Linked DNA regions of Mus musculus: region 2 is linked to region 1. A link is a contact called in public Hi-C data. All regions are on one chromosome and are shown on one strand. Each heading gives the region's core, a stretch centred on a gene start, on an enhancer-like site or on the middle of the called end of the contact. The rest is flanking DNA. Distances are from core to core; before and after follow the strand shown. Region 1 overlaps Gm29865 (a long non-coding RNA gene). Region 2 has its middle 20 kb from the start of Gm22421.

Region 1 (5,841 bases), core at 1,683-4,182:
GGCTTCATGCTTGAAAAGTCCCATAACCTCATGCAAACAGTGCTGCCAACTAGTGGCCAAGATTTCAAATACAGGATCCTATGGGGGACATTTCTCACTCGAAGCACTTATATTAACTGGAAGTCAATTTATAAATAAACCTGAGTTTTCAATTTTACTACTTTATATACTATTACAGGATGTTCAGTTGCCAAACTGAAAACTTGATATATATATATATATATATATATATATATATATATATATATATATATATATATATCTTTCTGTATTAAAAATGTTATTTTCTCCAGTGGCATAACAAATGCTTTATATATTTTTCTGTCCTTTCTGTAACTCTGTATTTATTCATGTCACACGAAAAGATTCATCTGATATTCAAACAATCTAACCAGAGAAAGATTTCAAGTATAATTTAGCGGAAACTCAGGTCAAATTAGACATGGCCATCCTAACCAGGCCAATGAAAGGAGATTCCCAGTGTCACAGAGTTCACGATAAAAGCTTTTTATTGAGATATGCTCCTTTTTTTGTTTTGGAGACAGAATATTATGAGATATTTAAGTCATTTTAAACAAAACATTTAGGATATAGAATATGAGTGTCATACCAAAGTTAGTGGATGTAGCAAGGATTTAGGAGGCACCAGGGAAACAATGTAACGTCGTCATTATTGCTCTACGGCTATGTTAGAATAAGAAGCAGTTGGAAAACTCATTCATCAAGCAGCTACCCAAGCGTCACTTCATTGAAGTACGTTCCAAAGACACTGAGCAGCGTGCTTCTCACTTGCTCCCAAACCACAGCAGGTTTGTACAAATCCAAAGCCCTCCAAGCGTCCAGTTAATAGTAATTGAATTAGATGATGCATATGACTAAGCCACTGAAGAGCTGTGTGTCTTTGAGTAATTCCCTTAGCCTCTCTGGGCCTCTCCATTGTGGCAGTATTCTGATTTATAGAATTATAAATCTTCTTGGAGTTGTAGAAATCCTGAAAGTCAAAACATGGTCTTTCTTTTCCTCAGGACCAAGAATCCCTTTGCGGTTACGAAGGCTATTTGCCAGCCTATACTGTTGCTGCATTTACGAATACGTTGCCTAGCCTGACCTTGTGAACAGGTAAGTCCTCAAGGAGTGAGCGCTGATATTTGATCCCTGGGATTTACTTTCCTCAGACCTTTCAGAGGATCATCAGACCTGGCTGGAGCATGTGCGGGAGCTTATCTGGCTTTTGGTTTTCTTCAAAGGCAGGTGTCAAGGTGAACAGATGTTTTGCTGTCATTAGGTGTGCCACATCCACAGGATGAAAAAGTGCTCCCCAAGCAGGGATCCAAATCACAGCATTCTCCTGGCTGACTTAGGATCTCAAGGAGCCAAGTCACATTTCTGCATCTGTTTTTTTGCTTCTCGTCAAAAGTGATTGCAACAGGGCTGGTGAGAGCGCTCCATCAGTGAAACAGGAGGATCCAGAGCTCATACAAAAAACCAGCTATGGTTGCCTATGGATGTCATCTAAGAGCTAGGGAGGCAGCATCAGGTGGGCTCCTGGGGCTCTCTGGACAGCTAGCCTAATCTACTTGGCAAGTTCTAGATTCTGTATCAAAACAAAGGTGGAAGGCTCTTGAGATTCCAAGGTTGTCCTCTGGCTTCCATATCATGTATACATTTGTACCTGCACACACATGCTTGCATGTACATACAGCCATACACAAAATAACTGCAATAGATGATTCATTACTAAGTTACCTAGTTTTGACCACCTCTTGGAGAAAGTTAAAGGCTCCATATTTGTATTCAGCCTAAGTATGTGTTTCCTCTTTTGTATTGTTTTGTTTTGTTTCTTTACATATTTATTTATATGTATGTGTGTGCTTGATTTCTCTAAGAGAGTTAGGAAACTAAAGAGTTTCCCCCTCCCTCTTTGTTTCCTTTGTACCTGGAAATGGAGGTAGAAACTATTCTCTCTTCCTCTTCTCTTTTCATCTCTAAAGTCTCATCACTTTTCTGAATAAAGGAGCTTTTGATTCTGCTTTTGACTGACTGATCACTGTCTTTCTTAGTTTGTCATGCAACATATGAAGACAATAAAAGGAGACCCATGCAGGATCTACACACATGCAAGATCTACACACATGAAAGATCTATACATATACAAGATCTTCACACATGCAAGATCTACACATATATAAGATCTTCACTCATGCAAGATCTGTACATATGCAAGATCACACATGCAAGATCTACACATATGAAAGATCTACACATATACAAGATCTTCACACATGCAAGATCTACACATATACAAGATCTGCACACATGCAAGATCTACACACATGAAAGATCTACACATATACAAGATCTTCACACATGCAAGATCTACACATATGCAAGATCTTCACATATACAAGGTCTGCACACATGCAAGATATACACACATGAAAGATCTACACATATGCAAGATCTTCACACGTGCAAGATCTATACAAATGAAAGATCTACACATATACAAGATCTTCACACATGCAAGATCTGTACATATGCAAGATCTGCAAAATGCAAGTTCTACACATATACAAGACCTGCACACATGCAAGATCTACACTTACACTCTTTAGTTTACATGAGATCCTGAGAGACCTCCTGAGGTCACGTCACACACACACACACACACACACACACACACACACACACACACTTCAGACCAGTATCCTTAGTTTTTCCATCAGGCTCCATGAACCTCCAGGCTTCCACCAGAGACTGGAAAAAAATGCTCATGCTAAAAAAAAAAATCATAAATGTCAAAATCTGGTTCCATTTGATAATTGGTGTTGCCAACATTGGTACTTTTTCTCTTCCTCAAATCTGCCCCGTCTGGCTGCCCTCTGGGGTCACTGAAGGAGGACAAAGCTGTGGTTAGTCGTGCTTGCCACTAGAGGGCAATGCTGACCATTAACAGAGTGATTCTAAGGCGCTGGCCTTTGGAATTTGAAGCTCATCTGTACCCTTGACTGAGAGAAAGCAGATGCAGAGCTCATGCTTTGTGTTCTGTACGTGATATAAAGACTGTAGTGCAGATATTGTGAACATGGCTGACAACTGTACTCCAGAATACAACTTAGCATTTGTTTCCCAGTTTTGGATGGTCATCAATTGTGGGGATGTTACATCCTTGCATGCTGTCTCAATATGTTTTAGGAGTCCTGACTGATGGCGCATCTTTACAAATGCTACAATAAGTGTTAGTATATAAGGACCATGGGTACATGCGGAGGAGGGGGTCTGTGTGGTTCCAGTGACTTCAATGAAGTTCTCATACTGTCACATACTCTAAGATCCGAAAATGAACCTTCTTTTCTTACTGTGAGTTACAATTATTTTGTAACCTTAATTTAAATAAACACAGCATCATACAACATTATCTGAGTAGTTTCCTATCTATAAGTACATGGATATATTGGTATCATATTCATTTTGGGTAGCCTTCATATTTTACCTTTTAGGAAACCAACTAACCCAAACAAACAGAGAATACAAAGCCAGCTGTAAAAAGGAAAAAAAAAAATCTACAAAGAAATTCCAGATACAGAATGTCGTGAGGTGAGGGACCAGGCTCTATAACTGGCAACTCTAACTTGCTAATGCCTAGAGATCAGTGGAATTCTCTTGCATTTAAATGCATTCAGTAGAAATATGTGAAAAATTGCTTTCACTAGTTCCCAGGACAAGATGTTGGAATTTGTAAAACACGGTCAGATTGCTTTAATACACACTGTAAAAATAAACTATTTGATAAAAGACACTTTTAAAAATAGTTCCCATGTCTTTGGGGAAAACGCTTTTATTGTGTGTTAAGGACTCCCTGAAAGACAGGAAGCAAAATGTGAGACTGACGGGGGTAAACATGGTGGTAGGGCGACCTCTGAGGAAGGCTGCCCTGAAAGACTGGTAATATTAAAAAAAAACTTTAAAGGAACAAATCTCTCCAACTGAACTTACTAACTGTGATGCGGAAAAAAAGCTGCCGGGTGCAGGAATAAATCAAAGGATGAGTTCTTGATTATTTGAATGTCAACTTGTAAAAGATGAACTCTCTGATGCACACAAGTAAGAAATGATTTCAGATTGCCTCCCCCCGCCCAGAGCACCAATGGCCTACCTCACAAAGAGCCCTGGAAACAAACCAGGAGACATCATCCATGATTGCATAAGAACTGGAGTCATCTCTATTCTCCCGACCACCACTTCTTAAACAAGAAAGACCTGGAGGGGTCCCAGACAACAATAAGTACAATGATCAAGGAGGCTCTATATGAACATCGATTAAAGGAATTGGATGCTTTAGGCTAAACACATAAAAGCAAAAAGGGACTATGATCAAAGTCTTATTGTCAAGTCTACTATGACGTAGAATACAGACCTGTTCATAAAATCATGTAAGGAGTGCGGAGATTGTTGTATTGTATGTTGTATAGCATTTTAGACTATTTCATCATAGACAGGCAGGACATTTAGTGAGTGAATTTTCTTTGATGGTTGTTTTAGGCTGAGCAAATGGGTATTTTCTGGGATTATTAACATTATGGATGGCTGGTAGAACTACAAAGGAAGGGTTTGTAAGGTTTCCTGAACATGAAAAAATTCGGTGTACAGGTTGAGTGGACCTTATCCAAATAGCCTGGGTGAAAATTGGTTTAGATTTGTGGGTGTTCCTTTTACTTAGGGGGATGTATTTGGAATGGGACATATTTAAAATATTCATGTTGGAAATGTAGTTCAAGTTTAAATGTGGTACTCAGTCATGTATAATTTATATCTTTTATTCACATATGTGTGCTTTCATTTATATTTTGCTTATACAGCATTCACAACTGTGTTTTAGGATATGTTAATGTGCCTGAGTTTTGGCTGTGACAGGTCATCTAGGTTGGATATGGATATTTTTCACTTGTGGTACCAGGTCAATCAAATTCTTTGCATTTCACATTTTCAGATTACAGATACTCTGCTTATATTATTTCTTGTAAATCTAAAATATACATGGATCATAGAATGCTTTGATATAAATTTCAAAGGAAACAAGAGAAGGCCCCAATGGAGAGGAAAAAACTTTCCACACTCTAAGGGAAAGAGGTTGCACTTCATTTTCTGCAGTATTTTCTTTATGCTACATGGCTTTTGTATGTTTGTATTGATTATAAACTTGTCTTCATTAGTATGAAATTTTAGCATTTTGTTGTATTTATGGCAATTACATGGGGGTCACTGGAGGTCACATGGTCACTTCTCTGTTTCTGCACACTTGCCTTCAAACCAAGTCAAAAATTATTCTGTGTGCTAATAAGGAAAACAGTGACATTTCTTAAGGGAAAAAACAAAACAAAACAAAACAAAACAAACCTCATTTAGGGCAGCTCTAGTGAAATAAAAGAGTGTGAGATTTTTGAGAAATGGAGTTATGCTAAAGTGCCCTGGAATCTATACTTACCTCAATTAACTACGAACAAACCACAGAAATGGCATATGCCACAGAGAGCCATAAAGCAATTTCTAACTTCATGGCTATGCTGCTGACTGTGATTAATGTAAATGTACTTAGAAGTGTCAGGCGATGCAGATAGTTTCTGTTAGGTATAGTGTCAAGTGTACAATCACCAGCATCAAGGGGGCTCATATTTTTAATTAAAAGGAGGCATTCCTACTTAGATGAGAGCTAGTGGCTCTAGCTTCCTCTCCTGAGTGTGACCGTCAGAGAAAACAGTAGTTTAACTAACAATTTCACAGAAAGCTGTCAGTATGATTGCTTCAATATGAGCTGAGAAAATTTATTTTCCCCTAAAGTAC
Region 2 (6,745 bases), core at 4,204-6,703, 88 kb after region 1:
TCAAGTTACCTCTGTATGTAAACTCTCTGGGAGATATGTCTTTGTTGTCATAGCAAGTGCTAATCCAGAAACAGTGCTGGTGTGGTCTGCCTTCTTTCTGTGGCTCCACTGGTTCCTGCATTGTGTCACCACTATTACTGAGCCTTCCAGGGAAACGTTCTGTCCTAGGCACAAGGGCAGAACAAGCTTCTTTTTATTCCAGGGCTCTGTCCTCTGTTCCCCTTATTTACAGTGTCCTTCCACCAAGGTAGCACATTAGCCCTAGCACGATATATCATTCATTCTATTGCATTTGCAATCTATGTAGTCCCTGAGGCCTTCAATGACTTTCAAAACGTAGACGTATTGGCTTCTCCATGAAACACTCTGGTTTCCCATGTAATGTCTAATGTGGTTTTGTATTTAATGTTTACTTGCCCAGCCTTTAATATCTCATCTGAAACTGCCAACGAAAATCCAAGAGTGTACATCCATGTTCATGGCTGTATGCTGTGACTACTCCTTTTTAATAGAAACATGGACAAACGCAGCTGCCAGAGTGAGAAATTTGGTGGCAGAGAAATTTGCTTACCTTTTCCTTTGGGCTGTTGAATTTCTGGATAGACTGCATGTCTTCTGACATGTACCAGAGCTTCACATTCCACCATATCCACCAAGAAACTGACTTCGACTTGCAGTTATCCCGAATCAAAGTGTGATGACTCATCCTTCCTGTCGACCTCCCAGAGTGTGGTGTTTTACTTTAAGTACTTATTTTTACTTTCATCAGTGTGTCTGTGGTTGCCCGTGGAAGCCAGAAGAGGTTGTGAGATCCTTCGGAACTAGACTTACAAGCAGTTGTGAACCGCCTGAGTTGGGTGCTGGGAACCGAACTTGGATCTTCTAGAAGAGAAGCGCCACCTTTAACTGTTGATCCATCTCTTCAGCCTCTCGGAAAGTACTTTATAAGCCAGTGTGAGGTGGCACACTGCATACTCTGCACTATTGGTAGTCATCTTATAACTTGGATCTTGACTGCTAAAGCTTGGCGGGTTAATCTTTTTTGACTTGGCTTTCTCATTTTAAATGTAAGAATACAATTGATTACCAACCCAGAGCCTTTAAGGACATCATTACTAGAATACAGTAGCCACCCAGGAAAGTTCCTCATGCTTCTTAATAATTTTAAACCAGATGTAAAATATGTAATCAAAGCCTTTACACACATGCGCGCGCTTGCGTGTGTGTGTTTGCGCATGTATGTAAGCACACATGCATATACACATATACACACCCTGTAAAATACGGTAGTATTACTTTCTGGAATACCACCCATCAACAGCAAAGAACAAACTATTCTACTGGAAAAGACTGAGGATAGGATTTGGCATGGAGGGTAAATACAAATTAAATGCTGTTGACAGACTGAGTTAGTAAGAAAATAATTATAATACAACAGTAGACAATTGTTTCTTAAAAATACAGAAAAAAATTAAATTATCTTAACAATAAAAGATTTCCCTAGAAAAATTAGAATGTTTAAAACAACTCATATATGTGCTGATAATTTTGTTTTTGATATATTACATTTTATTTAAAAGTATAATTATATTTTTAATTACTTTAAATTTAAAGACAGGCGCTCTCTCTATAGCCCAGACTAGTCTAGGACTCACTATGTAGTTTGATTGGCCTTGAATGCTTGGCAATCCTACTGCCTTAGCTTATTACATTCACTATTTTAAGAGATAAAGGGGTTGACTTTTTATTAATTTTTATTAATTAAATATTTATTAGTTAAAATAAAACTCTTTTATACTTTCTAGTTGTCCCGGGAATCCATCTCAAAGTTTTGAGTTATATGATAATTTTTTGGGACGGCAATCTTCCAGGATATCTCAAAAATATTTATGATTTTCTTTCCTTGGGGGTTAAGAAGAACATAATACTTGTCCATGGCAGATGCCACAGGATAACAATGGGCGCTGATATGACTACAATGAGTTTGCATGTGGTAGAGAGAATTCTGGGTCTATATTGTGGTAAGTGAAGAGCCAACTCTGTTCCCTACTTGTTTCAGAGAAGATTCAGCTAAGTGCTGCTGCTTGGGTCCAGGTAGTCTGCAGTTCCTTCCTTGGGTACAAACCTTGACCCAAATATGGTCCCATGACTGTAGAAAACTGTGAGCAGCAGAAGAAGCCTAGGAAGAATGTCGGTGGGATGTTCAAACTATGCTTGTGATACTATCTCTATAGATAGCTAAACAACCTATAAGCAGCAGTGGGAAAAAAATGTTTACAGAGTCCTGTGTCTCTGTCTACCATAACCCTTCTTTCCAGATGTCTGTGATGCCCCTGGATGCAAGGGCTGAAGTGGGTAAGTACTTCCTTCATCAGTGAGATCACTAAACCCATCACAATAAATGCTCCTATCTCTGGATTATTGCAGGAGCAACAGCAAAAATGGTGGGATCTGCCCTGGTTTCTGATGCAGCCATGTCAGACAGCAGAGCCAAAGACTACTCTCCCATAAGGAAGCAGTTCTGAAAGGCCAGTGGGAGGAGGCTGTCTGGAATACTTGAGCCCTGATCAGATAAAGACAAGCACACTCAAGCCCTTTTCAGTGAGGTGATGACCAAGAGGCATGCCTATTCTTATGGGCATGGGACAAAAGGACAAAGGGGACTCACACACTCAAAGATAGAAGGGACATTAAAACTGATAGGAGCCTGGTATAGCTGTCCACCTGAGAGATTCTGGGAGAACTGGACCAATACAGATGTGGATGTACACAGCCAAACATTGGTCTGAGCAAGGGGACCCCAATGGTAGGTAAGGGTTTGCAACCTCATAGGAAGAACAACAATATCAACCAACTAGACTCTCCAAAGCTCCCAGGGACGAAACCACCAAACAAAGAGTAAACAGGGGGTACTCATGGCTCCAGCTGAATATGTAGCAGAGGCTGGCCTTATCTGGAATCACTGGAAGGGGAGCCCCTTGATCCTGTGGAGGCTCAATGACTCAGGATAGGGGAATGCTAGGCTGTTGAAGCAGGAATGGGAGGGCTGATGGGGGAGCACTCTCATAGATACAGGGGGAGAGGTGATGGATGAGGTTCTTGTGGAGGGGAAACTGGGAAGGCAGATAACATTTGAAATGTAAATAAATAAAATAACTAATAAAAAGTGTCATCCTTTGTAAAAATAATTCTACATTAAAAGCCACATTCTTAGGAATATTCAGAGCTATCTCTAGGAGGAAGTCTTTATGCAGAAAGGGAAAACTGAAGGTAAGTCTCAGACCCTCTGGGTCCCTTTGTCTACGTGGACAGGCCTCTGAGTGCAGATGGGCAAGGAGTTGGTGGGAATAACAGACAGACGCACACAGGAGGTTGTGTAGAATCTGAATCTATTTTGTCAGGTCGAGCATCAAACTTTTTATACAGCAGAATAGCAAGAAACCAGATGAGATGCAATCCACCAAGTTACAGTGACAATACAAAAGGAATGTATACATCAAAAGAAGGCGGGGACCAGGCTGCTGCCACTAAGAAGGGAGCCAGGTGTAAAGCTAGTCTATTGTTAAGCCCATCACCAGGGGTTCTACTTTAGCAGACCTTCTCATGAATACTGCAATACCAAAAGCCCCCTATTTCCTGGGCCCTGATAATTTCTAGTAACTTAAGTATCTGTGGAGACTCTCCATTTGTCAGAAGAATTCACCAGCTTGCTTCTAATATGCAATGTAGTCTGTACTGAAGATTTCTATCTCAGTGGCTCTTTCATGGTATTCCCTTGTTTGGGTGAGATTTGCTACTGTCCTTAGTAAATACTCTGCAGACCAGCCCTGAGCTGCTGGCTCAGTCTTATGTAATGCTTAATTAGTTACTGAATAGGTAACTTCCTTACTGCATTCCTATTGGATTCCAAGTTCATAGGCTTCAAGCATTTTCTAGGACATTGGAATACTGGTGAAGCCTCTGGCTATGTCAGAATTCAATCTTAAAAGACACTTATAATAAAATAATACTAAAAGAGAGCATGTGGATCCATACACCAGACTAACACGGGGATAGGGTATGAGTATACAGGTTAATGAGAACGCCAAAGCTCCAGGAGGTGAGTTTCTGTGAAACTCTTTGCCTTGTGAGTGCTTCCAGGCCTCTCAGCCTGCCAAGCAAACTTCACTGGAGTGTGCATAGCAAAGGTAGTTATCATTGGTGTTTGCCACCTGCATGCCCTATCTCAGAAAATGAAATAGAAAGTCCCTTTTTTTGCACCTCTAGGATCGAAAGCAATTCATTCCAGCTACCAAGATCATTAGGTCAGTTATTTTTTAGGTCTCTCCATTCCTAGGAATCAGTCTGAAAATACCTTTCTGAGTAAATGAGAATGCTTCCCTGGAAACTTATGAGCCTGAAGGACATTGCAGAAATCCAAGAGGTCACTCAAGCGGAGAATTGGCGGTGGCACAAATGATACTGTGGCTTGTCTTACTCCAGGATGAGTTTGGTCAGACTCCAAGTGTCTTCCACATGCAACTCCTGTATCCACAAGAACTTGTAAGACCAAAGATGTGATTCCTAGCAAAAGCACTGGATTTGGAACCCATCTTGCTGACTTTCCACACATGGCTCTTCCACTAAGAATTTTATGTCAACTTTAGGCAATCTAAGTAAACCTTAAAGAGCAACACATGGAAGCCAGTGGAGGTATGTTTTATAAAATAGAATGTCATAAAAGTTTGGACTAAAAGGTCATTATTAAAAGAGAAAGCCAAACTGAAGTCATCAATGCTGAACACCTCAATATTAAATATACTACCTGTGAAGCAGTATTCTTTTAGTCACAAATATCCATCTCCCTGGGAAATTAAAATGGAGCAGTTCAGAGTAAATTTTGCTCCATGAGCCCTGGAGGTTGAACCATCACTTAAACAGGTTCATTGTAAGCCACTGTAGTCGTGGGTGACTCACATCAAACCACCCCTTCGGGAACACGATGCCGACACTGAAACTACATAGGGGAGAGCAAATAAAACTGTCTTCTCTAGTTTGGGGAAATTGGAGCCTGCCTTAGGGAAACAGTGACTAATTTACAGCTAGTGTTTGGAATGAGATCATCTGTCAAAATAAATGTATCTTTACTTCCTTCTTGAGAGGAAGCAAGCTGTTTTATGATGTTCCTTGGAATCCTTAAAAATACAGAGCAACATTTACATTATTAATGATACGCTTTATTGCTGCAGGCTAACTAGGTCCAAAATTGTCCTTCCATAGATGGAGCTGGAGAGTTACACAGAAGTTTGCATATCGAGCTCTTAGGTCTGCATGTACAGCTAATGTACTTGTGGACCCTGTCACATCCTCTTATTAATGCTTACCTGCAGGGGATCATAGATCTTCAAGGTTAACAAGGTCAAACACAGTGATCGGCAGAGCAGGGGCCAGAGTCGCTCCACTCTCGTTGCGTGGACCATTTGCTTTCTTCTCTGTAAAGAGATGCAGAGTCTACACTTGAAGTTCTTTGGTGACACATATCAGTATATTGTATAGACAATCTACTCTGCTAGAAAATCTCACTACATCTCCTTTCTCTAGGCCACCCCTCAACACCACAGCTTAAGCAGACTTCAGAAGACATATGTATGTAAGGTTCTTAGCTCATGCATACTTGTAAAATTGCAGAGTTGTGAGAAAGGCTGGATGAGGAAATGAACACCTGTGGTACCTGAGATGTGACTGACATTCTAAATGACAGCCCCAGTTAAGGCGCTAAGATCTGAGCTCTGCACCTGTTACTGTAAAACCTTACCTAACAGCACTACCCTCAAATGATCTTATCCTTATGTTTGCCTCAGATTCTTCTTCATGAAATCTCACAGAGAGCAGGGGAAAAGGCTTTATACCTTGAATCTGTTCTCCAGCCATGTGATTTTTTTTTCCTATGTGGTTATAAGCTTACTCTGGTTGAGACATAATTAACGGACTTCCTTAATCTGTATCCCCAGATGCTATTTTAGTCACAAAGTAGGAATGCCTGCAGAAGATCTTTGAAAATAAATTTTGAATATTTCAAGGCCTATAGGCCATGCTCCTGACAGTGCATCAAAAAAATGGGATAGATTAGAGAAACAATTTTCACTCTCTAGTGGAAACAAATGTTCAGGATAAGCTTGTGGATGGTGTTTGGCAGATCTGGATCATTTTGGAAGATACAGAGGAAAATGATGCCGCACGATTATCCCAAATTCAATTTACAATTGATTTAAAAGCTTTTCTCTTTGGTTACTACAATTGTTTAGATTTTGAACCTCCTCCTCTAATTACCATGGTTTCTGGCCTCTTGTTCTCTTCCTTCATTTCTTGCCAAGGAATAAAATCAAACCCTGATGTGATGAGCCTCCTGCATTTTCCCAAACAGGCATTGTCTCTTCAGGAATATAGAGAGTGGACGGCAGCAAAGTAAACAGTGGGCTGGATTTTCATCTCGGAACGTCTCCCCTCTGGAGCTTTCTCTTATGCTTTCCCCCAAATCTCTAGGCTGCATTGCTCATGCTATTCATCTTCCAAGCTAAGTGAGCCCCTGCACCCACTGTTGGTCTGTTTCTTTGCTACACTGAGGTATAGAACGTCTTCACATACCTGTTGCTCTCTGAGACATTAGTTGCTTGACCACGCATGCAATCGACGCACATCTCTTTCTGCTGAAATGTTGGTTGAATCCACGTGTCACAACTATTTGTTGAGTTAAACTGTTGTGTTC

What was found. A called contact is a pair of places that touch in the nucleus more often than the background predicts.
Region 2: a Hi-C map of bone marrow-derived macrophages shows a contact between it and region 1, with 5 times the contacts expected there. The contact joins two enhancer-like sites. A contact is called at or near these places in 25 of 484 Hi-C or Micro-C datasets (the BV-2 cell line, the C2C12 cell line, the HPC-5 cell line and 15 more) and 2 of 115 datasets of contacts at active chromatin or transcription factors (bone marrow-derived dendritic cells and hepatocytes).

Annotation. Positions count from the first base shown.
Region 1 is chr3:131,973,204-131,979,044 of GRCm38.p6, forward strand. It overlaps Gm29865 (a long non-coding RNA gene), which reads left to right. Exons shown (of 3, transcript XR_376086.3): 2 at 1,026-1,119. Among named protein-coding and RNA genes, the nearest start is that of Gm29949, 31 kb to the right of the region's middle. Within about 2 kb of position 2,933, at least 8 of the 459 cell types and tissues checked have an H3K27ac peak or open chromatin away from gene starts, as enhancers often do. A contact at or near this core is called in bone marrow-derived macrophages, where this site is marked.
Region 2 is chr3:132,059,153-132,065,897 of GRCm38.p6, forward strand. No RefSeq gene overlaps it. Among named protein-coding and RNA genes, the nearest start is that of Gm22421, 20 kb to the right of the region's middle. Within about 2 kb of position 5,454, at least 14 of the 459 cell types and tissues checked have an H3K27ac peak or open chromatin away from gene starts, as enhancers often do. A contact at or near this core is called in bone marrow-derived macrophages, where this site is marked.